Regions from separate parts of the Canis lupus genome. Here region 2 is linked to region 1. The links are chromatin contacts, called in public Hi-C maps. All regions are on one chromosome and are shown on one strand. The core of a region is the stretch at or near the end of the contact, and the rest is flanking DNA. Distances in the headings are between cores, read along the strand shown.

Region 1 (5,196 bases), core at 1,750-4,249:
TGCCTTCGACTCATCGTTATCCTGGGGTCCTGGGATCGAGTCCCACAGGACGGTCCTGCTGGGAGCCTGCTTCTCCCTCTGACTATATCTCTGGCTCTCTCTGTGTCTATTATGATAAATAAATAAAGTCTTAAAAAAGAAAATATGCAGCTGCTACATTCACGGCAAGCATTGCATGATGCATAGAATTGTTGAATTGCTATGTTGTACAACTGAAACGTTGTGTGTCAACTACACCTCAGTTTAAAAAAGCAAGGAAATGTGCAGCTAAGAACAACGGACAACACCACAGCTACATGTAGAGACCAACACTTAATGACTAGACCAAAGTACATCTCGGCAAATCCTATGTTGAAACCCCGGCCACCTGCTTGCCCTCCCTGGAGACTTTGGCACTCTGGACACTCCCCTCCTGCAACTGAGATGGTAAACCCTGGCAGCAAGGAGGCTCCCGTAATGGCCAAGAGTAAACTTCAATTGCCTGGTGAAATGAGGACTCACTGCTAAAATTCAAGGGGATTATTTAAAAAGCAGAAAAAAATTGAGCATGCTACTTCCTGCAAACTTTAGTCAATGGATGGAGATCCATGCCCATGTTCGTTTTGTTTAACCACAATGACAGGTGTTAGTGGATACCTCTCCCTTGCTCCTGATTTTAATGGGAATAAATCTGGTATTTGATGGTTTGGCATTTGCTATTGGATTCTTCATGTCTTTAAAGATCTTTTCATTTTTAAAAAGATTTTATTTATTTATTTGAGAGAGGGCAAGAGATCATAAGCAGAGGGAGCAGCAGAGGGACAGAGAAGCAACCCCTCATCCCCCGAGCAGAGAGCCCAGGCTCGATCCTAGGATGCTGAGATCATGATTCGAGCCAAAGGCAGATGCTTAACCGACTGAGCCCACTCAGATGCCCCAAAGATCTTGTTTTTAAGTAATCTCTATGCCTATCATGGGGTTTGAACTCACAACCCCGCGATAAAGGGGTTGTGAGTTCTACCCACTGAGCTCTACCCACTGAGCCAGTTAGGTGCCTCCTCTTCAAAGTTTTTTGTAATGTTAAGGTTTATCTATTTGAAGATGGCTTTAGAGTTTTGTCATTAAGTCAGGAATAGATGCTGAAGTCAGGGACGCCTGGGTGGCTCAGCAGTTGAGAGTCTGCCTTTGGCTCAGGGTGTGATCCTGGAGTCCTGGGATTGAGTCTCGCATTGAACTTCCCACGGGGAGCCTACTTCTCCTCCCTCTACCTTTGTCTCTCCCTCTCTCTGTGTGTTGCCCATGAATAAATAAATAAAATCTTTAAAAGAAACATTCATTTGGGGACACCTGGGTGACTCAGTGGTTGAGTGTCTGCCTTCGGCTCAGGGATCCTGGGATTGAGTCCTACATTGGGCTCCCCCATAGGGAGTATCTTCTCCCTATGCTACTCTCTTTCTGTGTCTCTCATGAATAAATAGACAAAATCTTTTTAAAAAAATCATTCATTTGGACAAGCTGTGATAAGGGGGTTATACTAGGTTTTTTTTTTTTTTAAGATTTTAATTATTTATTCATGAGAGACAGAGAGAGAGGCAGAGACATAGGCAGAAGGAGAAGCAGGCTCCATGCAGGGAGCCTGACATGAGACTATCCCGGGACTCCAGGATCACACCCTGGGCCAAAGGCAGGTGCTAAACCGCTGAGACACCCAGGGATCCCTATACTAGGTTTATAACATTTTCTCATGCTCTAGATTCTAGAATGTAAAAATTATCAACAGCCTTTCTTGAAGATTAGCTACATTTCCATACTATTGTCCATCTGGGTCCAAAATTTGGGTAAATAAGACCTTTGAGGACCTTCCTCCTATCCTCTAGAGTTAGTGGGTTTATTCGGGTTTTCCATTTCCTTTTGAGTCAATTTTAGTAACTTAAAAAAAAAGATTTTTAGAAATGTTACCCATTTAAGAGAGAGAGCATGAGCAGGGGGAGGGGCAAAGGGAGAGGGAGGAAACTTCCCACTGAGCAGGGAACCCCACTCGAGGCTCTATCCCAGGACCCCAGGATCATGACCTGAGCCAAAGGCAGATGCTTAAGCAACTGAGCCACCCAAGTGCCCCCAATTTTAGTAACTTACATTTTATTCTAAAAGGACATTTCATTTTCATGTTTAAATCTCACATCAAGCTGTACCTAACATTCTTGGGGCACCTAGCTGGCTCAGTTGGTAGAACACATGACTCTTGACTTTGGGGTTGTGACTTCTTTAATAATTAAGAGACTAATTTTTTTTTTTTTATTAAGAGACTATTCTAAAAAATAAATTAAGGGATGCCTGGGTGGCTCACCGGTTGAGCTCAAGTCTGCTTTGGCTCAGGATGTGATCCCAGGATCCGGGATTGAGTCCCACATCGGGCTCCCTGCATGGAGCCTGCTTCTCCCTCTGCCTGTGTCTCTCCCTTTCTCTCTGTGTATCTCCCATGAATAAATACATCTTTAAAAAAATTAAAATAAAAAGTTATACCTAACATTCTCTTTCCTGAGTGCCTACCTCTGAGTCCTGAGTTCATCTGAAAGCAGTATTCCTGGACTCCAAGTGGCCCCTCTGATGTCCTCTCCAATCTCGCCACAAACATGAAACTCCTCTTGGCATACATTTCCCGTTACTGGAAGCAATGTTCCTCTCATTTTCTCGCTCCATTTTCTTTTGTGTTCCCAAATCTTTTCATCTTTACCTAAAAGAGTCTGTTTTTATCCAGTGTCAGGAGTTTTATGTGCTTGATCAAAAGCTGGGATTTTCTATTCTAATCTTCTAGCCTCAGAGAAGGAACATCATACTTTCTGTGGGTTATTTGCCAGATTTAGAAGATGAGCTGAGAGTGAAGAGGAGGGCTGGACCCCTATCTGGGGTCAGAGATGGGAGGCTCCCCTCTTTCCCCTGGCACAGAGGACTCTCCAAGATCTCACCTGCCTGCATCCCTTCTCAGGCCCCTCCTATTACAATGTACCAGCCATAACGGAGTCAGGTGGTTCTCAGGCAGCACCTGCTTTGCCGCCTCTCACCTTGCTGTCAGGGCTGCCCCCACTGCCCAGGATGCTGGTGTGGCTTCCTGACTTGACAGGTGCTTCCCTGAGTTTTTGATTTATGATTATCTAAGCCATACATTTATGTTTTGCGTGCTTTTCTGTACGTTATATTTCACAATGAAAAGAGTTGAAAAAGAATATTTATGTAGCTTTATATATGCACTTTTTTTCTAAAAGAATACAATGGCAAACTATTAATGGGGGGGGCGTTTTTTTATTTAATACAGCTCCATACTTAAATAAATTAGTTTTTCAAAGCCTGGGAAATGACCAGGTAGCCCAGAAACCCCAGGTTGACCCCAGATGACCAGAGACACTCTCACAGTCTTGGCTATGTCCAGACAGATTTCAACATGCAGCTGTCTCCTTCCTGGACTACAGACAACCTACAGACAAGCAGCCTTTGACCTGCTGCCTTCTACCCTCATTGCAGACTGTCAATTACTCACCATGTTTTGAACTTCAGGACCTAATCTTTGCCAGGTCTGGCTCTATAGGGCTTTCTAAGGATCTCAAAGAGCAACAAGACAGCCTTAGAAAAGAAAACCAAAAAAACCTTCAAATACAATTAGTTCTCATCCAATTTCCCTTAGAAAAGAAAAATGAGTCCTTTCCAGGGTAGAGATTTGAAAAGGAAGGAAGCTATTCTGTTTGAGAGTGTCATAACATATATTTATTGAGTACGTTTGCTAGACAAGTCAGTGAGGGAAGTGGTGCTCAGGTCTCCTGACTTGGCGAGGTCAGAAGTGTGAGCAAAGGCTGGACAACCGGGTCTAATAATAGCATGATTTTATGCAGGACCCCTCAAAACACATGGAATTGGTGATGCCAAGGACCTCTAAAAGTAGGGACAGGGATCCCTGGGTGGCGCAGCGGTTTGGCGCCTGCCTTTGGCCCAGGGCGCGATCCTGGAGACCCGGGATCGAATCCCACGTCGGGCTCCCGGTGCATGGAGCCTGCTTCTCCCTCTGCCTGTGTCTCTGCCTCTCTCTCTCTCTGTGACTATCATAAATAAATAAAATAAAAAATAAAAAATAAATAAAAGTAGGGACAGAGGTCAAGCGTACATGAGTGGACTGGCTAAAAATCTAGTTAAGAATTAGACTTTAGGGATCCCTGGGTGGCGCAGCGGTTTAGCGCCTGCCTTTGGCCCAGGGCATGATCCTGGAGACCCGGGATCGAATCCCATGTTGGGCTCCCGGTGCATGGAGCCTGCTTCTCCCTCTGCCTATGTCTCTGCCTCTCTCTCTTTCTGTGTGACTATCATAAATAAATAAAAATTAAAAAAAAAAAGAATTAGACTTTAGAAAAAAAATAAAAAAAAAAAAAAGAATTAGACTTTGGGGCAGCCCAGGTGGCTCGACGGTTTGGCACTGCCTTTGACCCAGGGTGTGATCCTGGAGACCTGGGATCAACTCCCACGTCAGGCTCCCTTCTTGATTCTTCCATAGCAAGTGTCGCTTTCTAACTTGCTGATTTTATTTATCTATTATGTGTTTTTTCATCATTCCATTCCACTCCGTCACTCCACCCTACTTAGAAGGGCAGACATTGGGACACCTGGGTGGCTCAGTGGTTGAGAGCCTGCCTTTGGCTCAGGGCATGATCCTGGAGTCCCGGGATAAAGTCCCACATCGGGCTCCTGCGAGGAGCCTGCTTTTCCTTCTGCCTGTGTTGTCTCTGCCTCTCTCTCTCTCTCTCATGAATAAATAAAATCTTTTACAAAAAAAGAATTAGACTTTATGTGTTTATGGAAATACAGCAAGCTTTTGACTTGTGTACTTTTCTGTATGTATATTATACTTCAATAAAAAGTAAAAAAAAAAAAAAATTAACCCTATCTCTCTCCTCCCTGGCCCTAAGCCACAGGGCAAAGATCACTCACTCCCAGTATTCTGGCGGAAATCTGGAAGCCTGAACTTTGGCGAGAGTTTGTGAAATCGGGCTTTTTGATGGAGAGGCAGGGAGATAACCACTCACAGCCGAGGTGGGAACAGCAAACTGAGAGCAGGGCGCTAAGTAGAGTCCACATACTGACTGTCCAGACTCAGACTCATGGCCTTTGTTGCCAAGTTGGTTCTCAGGCAGTGGTGGCCAACCCTCTCTGAGAAAGACCAGCCTCAGGGAAAGA
Region 2 (5,196 bases), core at 1,794-4,293, 440 kb before region 1:
ATTTGTTCCTCCAAGTAACATAGAAGAAGTTTAAAATCATTAATTTCCCAAAGAACTCCCATTGAGACATTTCATTAGAACTATTTTTAAATTACAAATGATTTAGAAAAGAACCTACATTGTTAGATTTTTCAGGTCTTCCCCCCAGGACCATGATTTGATGCTACTTATTAAATTTTCTTCTTAAGTTTCTCAGTGAACTTTTAATTTATCTCCCATGGAGCGCTCACACATTTTCTGTTACTTTTATTTTTAGGCATTTCATACTTTGTTATTTTTGCAAATGGAATTTTTCCCTTTTACTTTCCAGCTCATAATTGTTGGCACACAGAGTAACATTTTTGTAATATATTTCTGTTGTATCCAACCACCTTATTTACTATCTCATTCTTAGCATAGTATTTGCAAGTGATTGTTTTTTTAATTTCTAGTATCAAATCATAACATTTTCAAATAATGACAATTAAAAAAAAACCTTTCCTTCTTTCCAAGTGTTAAAAAAATCTTGTTTCTGAGGCGCCTGGGTGGCGCAGTTGGTTGAGAGCCTGAAGGCCTTGATCTCAGGGTCGTGATCTCAGGGTCATGATCTCAGGGTCGTAGAATTGAGCCCCATGACTAACTCTGCTCAGTGCAGTCAGCTTAAGATTCTCTAAAAAAAAAAAAAAAAACCCACAAAAACAAAAACAGAGAAACAAACCTCTCCTGCCCCTCCTCCCAAAATAAATAAATCTTTAAAAAAAAATCTTATTCCTAATGTATTTCTTTATTAAAATGTCCAGAACTCCAGGGCACCTGGGTGGCTCAGTGCTTGAGTGTCTGCCTTTAGCTCAGGGTGTGATCTCAGAGTCCTGGGATCCAGTCCTGCATCAGGCTCCCCGCGGGGAGCCTGCATCTCCCTCTACCTATGTCTCTGTTTCTCTGTGTCTCTCATGAATATATAAATAAAATCTTTTTTTAAAAAAATGTCCAGAACTTCAGATTATTAAATTTTTTAAAAGACCCTGCATTCTGGTTTTTACTGATTTTAACGAGAATGCCTTAATTGTCAAAATGAAAAGAATGGTATTGACTTATATTTTTATAGTCTGGACTGTGAATTATTCTGCTCCTGATATACCTTGAATTTCCTTTCAGTAATGATGACTGAATTATAAATGACTGTTCAGAGTCTATTAAGGTAACCATATATTTCCTAAATTTTCCTGTAGATTTCGGCATATAAAACAGTCAAGTTTCTTGGGGCACCCAGTGGCTCAGGTGGTTGAGCATCTGACTCTTGGTTTCGCTCAGGTCATGATCTTGTGGTGATGGGATCAAGCCCCACGTGGGATTCTATGTGGGGTCTGCCTCAAATTCTCTCTCTCCCCCTCCCTCCTGTTCACTATCTCTCTCTGTCTCAAATAAATAATAAATAAATAAATAAATAAATAAATAAATAAAGTCTTTAAAGAAAAAACAACAACAGGCTTCTTGATAGTCCAGGACATTTCCATTCTTGAGATAAATGCTGTTTGGTCCTAGGAATTGTTGCTGTTCCCTATCTGTGTGAGGAAACTGGTGCTTAAAATGACTGCCTGGGCAGAGGCAAAGGCAGAGGCAGGTCTGCAGGCTGTGCCACTGCCCTTTGCACCCCTCACCCTCAGCACCTTATACCACATACCACAGTAACTTGTTGCCATTTTACCAATGGAGAAATAGACGAGGTCGTAGTGTAAAAAAGTTGACCAAAGCAGCAAAGATGCCAGGACCGAAATCTTCGGTCTCTTGATCCAATCGATGGGTGTATATCTGAATTATGTTTGATTACACATGTGATCCTGGCTCCGATGTCTCCCTCTTCCTGAGAACTGGCCCCCTCCTGACCTTTTTTCTTTTCTGTAAACTCTCACTCCCAGGTTCCAGGAGAGTGCCTGCAAGGGACATGAATCCCTTTAGTCTTTTACCACTTCCCTCTTCACCAAATGGCCCAATCTGCTGCAAGCCCCCTACCCCAAAGGCATCCACCTATAGCCAACTCAGACCTGAAGGCTGAGACCAACGTGGCTCTAGGAATTCCAGGTCAGTGACTGGGCTCGCAGTGCTCCAAGCAGACTTCAACCTACATTTCCAAATGGAGGAAAGAAGAACTATCCTTTCTCTGGAAACAGTGAGCTTGAGGCACTAGTTACCTTGGGGAGCAGAGGGGCATGTGACGGTGCCCCCTGCGCTAGGATTTGGGGTTTGGCGCACAGACAGGCCCTGGCCCCTGCCAGTATATGCCCTGGGCATTGCCCTGGGGAAGAACTCGGCCCCATGAGCAGGCCACTGGGAGACCCTGACTGTGTGAACATTCAGAGGGTCCTCCTGCCCCTGGGGGCTTCCTGGAGGCGGTGGCCCTCAGGAGGAGCTCGCCTAGGCGGGCAAGTATTCGAAGCAGAGGGACTGGACTGATCTGTGCGTGAAGGCGGTGCGCCACAAAACTTGCTTTTAATGTATGCGTCTGTACTTCACCATCCCCCTCTTAAGAATAATTGTACTCAATCCAGAGCAAACAAGAGCACAGCCCAGATTTTAAATTTGAGAGACTGCCTCAGATGTTGTTTACTTGTCCCGATTTACATTCTTTCCCGGCCCCAACAAGACTACTTCCTTGCCCCGGCACTGTCAGGCTGCAGAGATAGGGGTTGGAGGGGCTGGGGAGGGAAGGTAAGGGGTGGCAGGGGAGTGGGGACGCCCCATATGCACATTTCCTGGCGGGGGGGAGGCTTTAACGTGAGGCGGAGCCGGCGGGCTCAGAGGAAGCGCCTCCCGGGGCGCCCCTTCTCCGCACCCAGCCCGGAGGGGTCCCCTGGCTCGCCCGGCTTCCCCGATACCGCGGGCTCCTCGGTGCCCGAGGCTGGCGCGCCCCCTGGCGGCCTTGCGGGGCACTGCGCCGGCCGAGCCTCGAGCGTCCTCCGGGGGCCGCGGGCTCCTGGGGACAGCGTCCCCCGCGGAATGTCTGCGGCCCCGAGGAAGACCACCCACCGGGACCCGGCAGAGATCGTCCCTCCCGCCACCCCCTGCAGCTCGCACTGGAGATCGCCCTGGCCAGCCCCGCCCTCCCTCTCCACGCATTTCTCCCGTCCTCTCCCTGCCTGTGTCCCGCTATGCACGTCCCACCCTGAGGACGTGTTAATGACTGGTTATTACTCCCTTTACCTGTAGCTTTACAGGCTATATCACCTCTTTCTTCCAGAGTCCAATTGCTTGGGTCTGAATGCTGGCTCTGAAGCTTCCAAGTCTGAGTTGGGGTCACTGATGACTTAATCCCCTTGTGCCTCGGCTTCCTCATCTGTGGAATGGGGATAATTGTAGCCCCTACGTGAGTTATTACATGTGTAGCAGACCTGTGCCCCCCCATATTCCCTGATGCCTCTCCTTTTCCCGGGTCTCCTGTCTCCACGTCCCCCAGGCGGCACCCGCTTTTCTGTGTTGCAGGGCTGGGCCAGTCTGCTGAAACCTGCCCAACCCACGTGCTGCAGCCTAGAAGTGCCAGCTAATCAGGGGATCTGTTTGCCTGAGTTAATCAAGGTTCTCCAGACAGAGCCAATAGTACGTACATTTATAATGTGTATATACATTATATCTACATATCCACACTAAGGAATTGGATCATATGGCTATGGAGGCTAAGTCCCAAGATCTACAAGTCAGCAAGCTGGGGGCTCAGAAGAGCTGCTGATGGTATAGTTCCAGCCCAGGTCGGCAGGTCTGCGACCCAGGAAAGCTGCTGCTACAGTTCCAATCTAAAAGTAGGGGGAGAAGATGATGTCACACCTTGAAGGCAGTCTGGCAGGAGGAGCTCCCTCTCGCTCAAAGGCAGGTCAACACTTTTGTTCTACTCATGCCTTCAACTGATCAGATAAAGCCCACTCACATTGGGAGAGCAATCTGCTTTAGTCAGCCATTGATTTAAATATTAATCTCATCCAAAAACATCCCCACAGAAATGCCCAGAATAATGTTTAACCAAATTTCTGAGCACCCTGAGCACCACCCAGTGGACACATATGAACATTCACTGACCCCAAGGGGCAAGTAAGGTACTTAAGAGGCCTTGTCCATGGGGTACCAGGGCTCCACTCTGACCCCTGTCTCCTTCTTGAGACCTGACCCTGAACTGGGAGCTCCTTACCACCTCTCTAGGCCTGACATCCATCCTTTGCATGAACTCACACAATTTCAGATCAGCTCATTCATCCTACCCACCCTTCACCCCAGCCCCAGTGCAAGAATTTGCTCTACAATATCCCTAATTCACATGTAGTTTTTCTACTTGGCTAAAATACCTCTTATTGCTGGAAGAGTCCATTCCTTCTCCAGGACTCTCAGAATAAACCATTATAGGGGGAAGAAAAAGGGGAAAAAAAAAAAAAAAAAAAAAGCTTGACAAGGAGAGATGCCTTCAAACTCACAAACATAAATTGGAAAAAAAAAAAAAAAGAATTTTCCCAAAAAAAGAAGTCACATATTTTTCTGCTCATGTTCTGGGCACACAGGAACATGCAATGAACTTAGCTCACCACATAGCCTTCAACATAGCACTTCATAACATATCAGCCTGACTGATAACAGGGTTGTGTGACCGTAATTAGATAATTATTTGTACATGGAAGTGTTTAGTGAATGGGGCTTGGTGAATAAGGGCTATAAATATATATATTAGGAGAGGATTCCATTAAAAATGAACTTAAGGTAACTGAAAAGCTTCTGATGGATTATTAGCCATTTAAAGAGATTTTATAGCTAAAGTGTTGTTGGCTAGTCCCACCTTTTACTGAAAGGCTTTAAAAATGAAATCAAAACACCTGAAATAATAATGTAAATCAATGGGGGAAAGGCATTACATTTATAAAGATTCAGTTTTTATGCAGCTTCTCCTGTACTCAGCTGTGACATGAATTGAAGTTTATTTTGTGTACATTGATATGAAATGAGGATCATTATAAAGAAGTATTTTAGTAAATTTGCAGTGCTATAGATGCATGTTGAATATAGCTGCCAGTTACTTGTACCATTGGAAAATGGGCTGAATTTTTCAGGAGAAAATCTGAAATGAACACAAGATACTAGTACTCTCCTACAACTAACCAGACACTCCTTCAATAAAAGTTTGCCGAGTTGAATATCATTACTTATTATTTTTTTCATATATCCACCCTGGTAAACCATCCACAA

What was found. Hi-C and Micro-C count contacts between places; a contact is called where the count stands out from the background.
Region 2: a contact with region 1 is called in a Hi-C map of skin fibroblasts, with 7 times the contacts expected there. The contact joins two enhancer-like sites. A contact is called at or near these places in 2 of 9 Hi-C or Micro-C datasets (amygdala and skin fibroblasts).

Annotation. Positions count from the first base shown.
Region 1 is chr24:16,956,629-16,961,824 of UU_Cfam_GSD_1.0, reverse strand. No RefSeq gene overlaps it. Among named protein-coding and RNA genes, the nearest start is that of TMEM230, 22 kb to the right of the region's middle. Within about 2 kb of position 2,999, at least 2 of the 20 cell types and tissues checked have an H3K27ac peak or open chromatin away from gene starts, as enhancers often do.
Region 2 is chr24:17,395,883-17,401,078 of UU_Cfam_GSD_1.0, reverse strand. No RefSeq gene overlaps it. Among named protein-coding and RNA genes, the nearest start is that of PRNP, 98 kb to the right of the region's middle. Within about 2 kb of position 3,043, at least 3 of the 20 cell types and tissues checked have an H3K27ac peak or open chromatin away from gene starts, as enhancers often do.